Regions from separate parts of the Mus musculus genome. Here region 2 is linked to region 1. A link is a contact called in public HiChIP or PLAC-seq data. All regions are on one chromosome and are shown on one strand. The core of a region is the stretch at or near the end of the contact, and the rest is flanking DNA. Distances in the headings are between cores, read along the strand shown. Region 1 overlaps Ctdspl (CTD (carboxy-terminal domain, RNA polymerase II, polypeptide A) small phosphatase-like). Region 2 holds the start of Vill (villin-like).

Evidence for each region. HiChIP or PLAC-seq counts read pairs in DNA pulled down with a chosen protein or histone mark.
Region 2: an H3K4me3 HiChIP or PLAC-seq map of embryonic limb bud shows a contact between it and region 1, with 3 times the contacts expected there. The contact joins the promoter of Vill here to the enhancer-like site in region 1. A contact is called at or near these places in 1 of 39 promoter capture datasets (embryonic stem cells), 1 of 484 Hi-C or Micro-C datasets (nephron progenitors), 2 of 115 datasets of contacts at active chromatin or transcription factors (embryonic limb bud and embryonic midbrain) and 3 of 9 other capture datasets (adipose tissue, embryonic stem cells and liver).

What each region holds. Positions count from the first base shown.
Region 1 is chr9:118,978,429-118,982,113 of GRCm38.p6, reverse strand. All of the region lies in intron 1 of Ctdspl (CTD (carboxy-terminal domain, RNA polymerase II, polypeptide A) small phosphatase-like), which reads right to left. Among named protein-coding and RNA genes, the nearest start is that of Gm33645, 45 kb to the left of the region's middle. RefSeq lists an enhancer at 326-2,628. Within about 2 kb of position 1,578, at least 163 of the 459 cell types and tissues checked have an H3K27ac peak or open chromatin away from gene starts, as enhancers often do. A contact at or near this core is called in adipose tissue, embryonic limb bud, embryonic stem cells and 1 more, where this site is marked.
Region 2 is chr9:119,050,229-119,054,298 of GRCm38.p6, reverse strand. It overlaps Vill (villin-like), which reads right to left and starts at 1,521. Exons shown (of 20, transcript NM_001164567.1): 1 at 1,471-1,521.

The sequences.
Region 1 (3,685 bases), core at 329-2,828:
TCTGGCTTTACTATAACAACAAACAAGGAGGAGCCAGACACGGTGGAGCACATCTTTAATCTCAGCCGTCAGCAGGCAGAGGTGGCTGAATCGCTGTGAGTTTGACCAGGACAGCCTGGTCTACACAGTGAGAGCTTGTCTCAAGAAAATAAATAAATAAATAAATAAATAAATAAATAAATAAATAAATACATAAAAGGGCATGAAGTTGGAAGGGAGAAGGGGGTACTAGAGGAAGTCAGAGCAGTGGTGGAGTGGATATGAAAAAGGAGCAAACATTGAAACGCCATGCCCTTGCAGTCCTGACTCCGGTCTGAAGTTTCAAATGAGCAGTGAAGTGCAGCTGTGTTACTGTTTCTGTCCTGTTGTAAAACCAGAGCATCCCCTGCTCCAAGACCCGAGAAGGCAGATGTGGACATGAAGGTAACTGAGGAGGTACAGCAGGCGCCGTAACCACATCCAGCTCTCCTCAGGAATAAGCCACGCCACGGCACTCATTCCTGCGCATGCGCTTTGAAGACTAGCACCGGCGCCCCGGGATTTAAATGGCCGCCACGTGCTCAATCCACTCTGTACCTCCGAGGAAATCCTTGAATGATGCTGGATGTATCATACTAAGTCTACCCACCCGACACCAGAGATCACGTTCAGAAATGGTGAGCTAGTACCTCAAACCCTCCTCTGCAGAAGGAGCAAGGCAGCCTGTGTCTTTCCTGAAACCAAGGAACACCAATGCTGGCACCAACCCAACTCCCCACACCCCCGAATTCTATAAATCCAAGCAGATAGGAAGAAAATATTTGTATTTTACTACTAACATTTAGAGACCCATTTGATACACTCTTTGTGGCATTTTTAAGACATACTATCGACTTCTAGTGAGCTGAGAAACTTCCTTAGACTATCTTTAAAATGGATTGCCAGGTCTCTGACTAAAAGTTTGACCTCTGAACCATGGGGTTCAGTGTTTAGCAAGAAAACTTTGTAGGCTGCCTGGCTAGTGTGGGACCCAAAGCTCTCAAGACCCGATTTACATGTCACAATGACCTAGTGATGTAATTACTGTTACTTTCCCATCCTGTAGGTGCAAAAACCTGAAAGGTGGGGAGGTTAAGTCATTTGCCTAGAGTCCCTTCTGTGGCTGGTGAGTGAACCCAGGAGCCCAGCTCGTCCAGGGCTGTGACGTGAGCAGGCACGTGTGACTCCCTGGCTCTCTAAAAGCTTACTGTTTCATCAGCCTGATATTTTAAATGCCCCAGCAGCTCACACAGACACTGTGAATCCTAGGCTACAGGCTGTGCTAAGGTGCTGTCCCTGTGTTCCCTCCCCATGGTAACCTGGCATCAGGACCCTGTTCAAGGTCACAGAGCTCTAGGACTGTGAGCCACAGAGTCCCTGGAGGAAAGGACCAGACTCTCTCACTGCAGGGCTGTGGGACACAGGCTACCCACCCAGTGCTGTTTCTTTCCTTCTGCTACAGATTAAAACAACACGGCACAGCAGGAAAAACAGGAAGCTGGTTTCCAGAAACGCCAGAACAACAGCCCCTCTGTTCCCAGCTCCTGGCAGGAGGCAGCCGCAGCCTGTGAAGGGGCCCTTGCCTGGAAGCAGCCAGCCTCCGGGCTGTTCAGGGCAGGCCACAGGCAGTCCTGAGTCAGGAAGGTTGCCTGTTTCTCTAAAGCAGCCACCTAGTTCCCCTGCTCAGCCCCAGGCTACAGAAGGCAAGAAGCAACAAGGCCACTGGGTAGGTGTCCATTTATGGCCTCAGTCCCACACCTGGAAGCTGGGTCTGCGTTTTCTCATCTCGCATGCAGAGAACAGAGAGTTCAAGGGATGTGTACCTAGGACTTCACGGGGGCAGGGTCCTGGACCTGGCTTGTCTGCTTTCAAAGTCCCTGGTTTGGTGTGGTTTTCACTATGGAATGCTGTGAGATTTCTTGAAATTGGCCAAAAAGGGTATCTTGATTTTTATTTGGCTAACAAAATAAACAGAGAAACCAATGAGTTAGCACGAGTCTCCTTTATAAAGAAAAATATCTAGCTGGGTACGGTGGGGTGGCTCATGCTTGGAATTCCAGCCTCGAGGGCTTGTGGATGGAAGTGGGAAGCTAGCTCAAGCTACAAATCGAGCTTCTGGTTAGCCTGGGCTATGGAGTACCCGTGTTCTAACAAAGTAGCTTAGCTAGCTAGCCTTGTAAGTAGCACTACCAACAAAATAGAAAACTCCAAAAATTGTTGGTATAACAACACAGCTCTAGGGGAAAGGTAGGTAGATGGCTATTATTCTGTTTTGTTGTTGTTATTGTCCCCCCCCCCTCCCGTTCCCCAGACAGGATTTCTTTGTGTAATAGCTCTGGCTATCCTGGAACTTGCTCCGTAGGCCAGGCTGGCCTTGAATTTACAGAATTAGGTCTGCCTTCTGAGTGCTGGGATTAAAGGCATGTGCCACCACGCTTGGCTGCTACTATTCTTTTGAAGAACAATTTGGTAGCCTGTTTAAGAATCAAAGATTTTTTTTATCTTTCTTTCTTTTTTTCGAGATAGCATCTCACTGTGTAGCCCTCCCTGCCTGGCCTTGAATTCACTATGTTGACCAGGGTGGTCTCAAATTGAGAGCCCAAAGGTGCATGCTCCCACACCAGCTCACGAATGCTACTGTCTATGCTTTTACTCCATATCTCAGGTCGAAAGTATACTGAGGGCTTAAGTTAAAATATGAGCAAGCTATACGCAGCATGGGTATGTCCTCTGAGTTAGCAGAAGCGGGACTTGTGGCAGGAAGATAAATATGATAGGAAAGGCACGATGCGTACCAAGTATAGTGTATTTACCCAATAATGTAGCAAGTATGGGTTATTTACCCAATAATGTAGCAAGTATGGGTTATTTACCCAATAAAACATTATTGGCCACTAACTCTGGTCTCTAACAAGGATGCATATAATTTTTTTAAAGAGATTTTTTGCTTTTTCATTTCATGTATAAAGGTACTTTGCTTACATGCATGTGTGTGTACCAGGCACATGCATGCTGCAGAGGCAAGGAGAGGGGGTTGGATCTCTTGAGATTGGAGTTACAGATAGCTGTGAGATGCCATATGAGTGCTGGGAATTGAACCAGGGACCTCTGAAGAAACACAGCCAGTTCTCTCATCCACTGAACCATCTCTCCAGCCCCATGGACACTGTCTTTATAGCAAAGTGAAACTCAGTTCACTGAAGGTTAGAAAAGAGTAACTGGTGGTCTGGGAGAATGGTTTAGTGGGTGAAGTGCCAGACACCAGGACCTGGCTTCAATCCCTCATCCCACATACAACTGAGGCATGGACCTGCACTTCTAACTCTAATGCTGGGTGGGAAGTATAAGGAAGGTGTGGAGACAGGTGGATTCCTTGGAGCATGCTGGCCAGCCAATCTAACCACACAGTGAGTACTGGGTTTAGGGAAAGACCCCCAACTTCCAAAGATCAGGTAGAAACAAACCAACAGTGGAAATCACTCAGTGGTGAGCCCCTGGTCTCCACACACAAGTGCACATATCTGCACGCACACCCACTCACCCATGTACACACAGTTACATAGTCATACAGACATAGACACTACGCAAACACACACAATCAAGGAAGAAGAATAACACAATAAGGAATACAGAAATGTAGCTTAGGTGAGACATGGTTATACAGACA
Region 2 (4,070 bases), core at 272-2,771, 72 kb before region 1:
CCCATGTGACCGTGAGAGGACTTGGCGAGGTAAGAGTTACAGAGCCACAGGTGCCTGAATTCTTTACTCCTTTGTTTAGGGCCCCTGAGGGCTAGGCTCAGGACAAGGTGGCCTGGAAAGAGGGTGTGGCCGGGGGACTGTCCACACTGAGTCACAGCAGAGGAGGCTGTGGGCTGGGCATGTCATGGGAGAGCCTGTGTGCTGTTAGCATGGCTCTCCCGACATGGAACAGAAGGAGTCCATAGATAGTTGTTGATTGACCAAGGGAGTCACCAGGCGTGCCAGCAGCACCTCTAGTTGAGGTCATTGTGTGACAATGACATATATGATGGATGGGCACAGTGGTCACACAATGGTCCTTTCCAGCAACGGAGAACATGGCACACCATGGTGGGTATAGTGACTTGCAACAGGACCCTTCAGCAAGGACAGAGTCTATACATCAAACCAGCTACAGGAAAATGATTAGGGACCCAGACAGACAGAGACCCGAGGCACAGAGCCAGAAGGTAGTGGCCAGGTAGCTCTAAGGGCCACAGTGGAGTGGGAAGGACACCGTCCAACTTCGGGGCCACAGAGAAGAGGAGGGCATATTGGCAGCTGGAAGCAGTGTCTAACCTGGCTTCTCAGAGAGGGGCAGCAGTGGCCCAGGGGTGGCTGGGAAGGAGCCCCAAAACCCACAGCCTGGAGAGTCAGACTGGAGCTGAGCCCCCATCCCTCTTGCTAGAGGAGGCAAGAGAACTTTAAAGCACGGGGTGTCTTTACTCCTCTTACACTTTGTGTTCCCTCCCCTCCCGCTAGAGGTTTCTTCTCTTCCCACGGAGTCACCCGTGGCTCACGAGAGCCCCAGCCCATGTGTGTCCCCTTTTACCAGTACATCCCCCATGGGGACCCCATCTCCCCCACCCCCTGCCCTCCTAGAAGCCCTCTCATTTCCCAGGGTGAAGTTCCTTTCTCTCCGACACTGGCTTTCTCTCTGCCCCTCTCCGCAGGGGCTCTAACCCACTGTGTGTGTGTGTGTGGGGGGGAGGGGGTCCCAGTCTCCTTGGCGGCCAGGCCGCTTGTCTTGTCGTTTGTCGCCTTCCTTCAGGTGACCCTTCTCCCTTCCAGCCGACCCCTCCTCCTGAACAAGGTGTACTTGAGGGTAGACCTCGAGATTCCTTTGCTTAACTTCCAGGAAGGGAGGGCATAGCCTGCTGGAGGGTCGTGAGTCAGGCGAACTGACTCTGGGGGGTGACAGAGAGCCCACCCACGCAAAACCCGCCGCTTCTTCCTCTCACGCTGGCTTGCCACAGTGGTCCTCCTCCACCCACGCGCAGATAGCCAAGCGTTCTCACCGTGGGGCTGCCCTCAATCCTACCAGCCTTCAGCCGCTGTATGATCCCCGAGCCCTAGAACGCCATGCCTTCCCTCTGCGTTCCCAGCAACCCCTCTACCGGGTCCCCCACCCCCACCCCAGTCCAGGCCTACCTTCTGGGAACTGCCTCTGCACCTTCCTTCACTCAGCCTGTGGGCAACACTAGGCCCCTCCCTCCGAACTGTAACTCAATCCCAGCTCCCGCCTTGCAGGACACACCCCGTGCTCTGTGCAGCATGGACAGGGAGGGCATTCAGAGTTAGTCAGTCAATAAATATTGACCAAGCCGTCTGGGAGCCAGCCCCCTTCCCGTGGCCTGGTAGATTACTTCTTCGGTACCAGTGGGCAGAGAAGGCTAGGGGTGGAGGCCTGATCAAGGCTGAGGTGGACTGTGGAATACACCGATTTCTCATTGGGGAGCTCAAGTGGGCAACCGCCCCCCTACCCCCGCGGGTTGGGCTCCTTTTGGATCTAGAGGTTCAGACCACCATAGTGAGTCAAGTGATATGAAGGTCATTTTAGGAGGTGGAGGAAACGCCCGGGGCTGCCTCCCAGAATTTCTGACCCCGACCTCCCATCTCGGGCTGGCTGCCCAGCACAGAGGTCCCCAGGGAGCCTGATATCCATCGTGGGAGAGGCCGGTGGAGTCTACAGCAAGGAGATCCCTTCCACACCCTGGCTGCCCCTCTGTTACTCCTGATTGTGGGATAGGAGGACGCTGGAAATAGAACCTTCCAGAAATGCCTGGGACACAACTTTCCTTTACCTCCTGCCTGTCACAGCACAGATCTCAGTCACAGCCAGCGTCAGCCAGCACATGCCTTCCCTTCAACCCCACTAGATCCTGCCTGCAGACAGTATGCAAGACCTCTCTCTGCAGCGGATTCTTCACTTACAAAGTCTCATGGCTCAGGACTAGACACTCCAGAAACTCTGGGCCAGCCTGTGCCCAGTGGTCAGTGTGTGTATGTGTTTTATTTTGCTTTGTTTTGGTCAGACAGTGTCATACTGTATAGCCCAAGCTGTCCTGAAACTCACAGTCCTCCTGCCTCAGCCTCCTGAGGGTTGGGATAGACAGATGGACATATGCAAGAGACACGGTTGTGGGTTAGCTGTGTGTAAAGGAAGCCTGTGTCACGAGGAACTTGGCTAGTCCTGTGTCTGGCTCACAGTAGAGAGTGTTGGGCTTCCTCTGTGCTCTCAGTCACCTGTCCCCTGTCCCCATGTCCCGTGTCACCATCCCCTTTCCCCTTTCCCAATCTGCTGGACTCTCACTTCTGTGTGGCCAGTGTTGGCTGGTTCCGGTAACACCTTCCCCTTCTTCTCTCTCCATCTGTCTCTTCTGGGGTCTCTAAGGGTCAGCGTGTACACAGCCCAGACCTCAGTCCCTCTCCATTGTCCACTTTACTTGCAAGTTCCAGGCCCAAGGGTGAAAGACCCCTGGTTTCCCAGCCTCTTCCCCTCTCTCATCCCCCGACCCCCCACCTAAACATGGTCTTCTCCCTGGACTGGGTAGTCACATTGCTTCCTGCATACTGCCCTGCTCTGGGAGCCAGCTTCAGCCAGTTGGTGGCATGAGTCACCCTCTGTCTTGGCCTCCCTGGTCCTGCATCTTCCTTCTCACAGCCGCCAGAGGGACTTGGATTACATTTTTGTTGTTCTTGGATTTATTTATTTATTATTCTGTGTGTGTGTGTGTGTGTGTGTGTGTGTGTGTGTGTGTGTGAGAGAGAGAGAGAGAGAGAGAGAGAGAGAGAGAGAGAGAGAACTTTCACAGAAGTCATGGGGTGTGTGGAGTATGGAGGCCATGTGGAGTATGGAGGCCAGAGGGTCACTTGTGGGCTGGTTTCCTCCTTCCACTATGTAGGTCCCAGTGGATTTAACTCAAGTTATGAACTCCTTGAACAGCTGAGGATGACCACAAACTACTTAATGATTATCCTCCTCCAATACTGTGATCACAGTTTACCTTCAGGCCTGGTTCGTTCCCCTCCCTCTCTCCCTCCTCCCCGCTCTCTCCCTCCTTCCCCCTCCCTCCCGCCCTCCTTTTTTCCTTTGAGACAAGGTCTCTCTATATGTAGCCCAGGTTAGCCTCATACTTGTGGCAATCCTCCTGCTTCAGCTTCAGAATGCTGTGATTATAGGAGTGTGCTAGCATTTCCTCCTCCAGGGCCCCACTCATAGTTTTACAACTCATGGTAAGATACGGCCATGCCTTGATATCTGTAAGAAGACTAATTCTGTTCCCCCACGGATATAAGAATGGAAGGCTGCTTAAGCCCGTCACACAAGATGATGAGCTAGTGCTTACACATGGCTCCCTCAGCCTTCCCTACATTCTCAGTCATATCTAGGCCACTTACTGAAGACAGAGTAATGCTGTACACAGTTGTCACACCCAGGGGACAGACAAGGAAAGCAGTCTAACCAAGTTTAGTAATCATAACTTTCTCTCCAGTGGCTTTATTGAAGTTAATCAAATCCACGGCTGTGGAACCTGCAGATAGAGAGAGACAACTGAATACTTCAAGTCTGTCGCTCTCCTGGATCCCGTGGGTGTGGCGGTGGGCTGGAAAGGAGTTAGGCAGATGAGCAGGGGCCGACCATCATCAAAATACATTGTGTCCTTGTTTGGAATCTTAAAGTGCATATATCACATTAAAGTAATAAGCCAGGCAGTGGTGTAGCACACCTTTAATCCTAGCAACCAGGA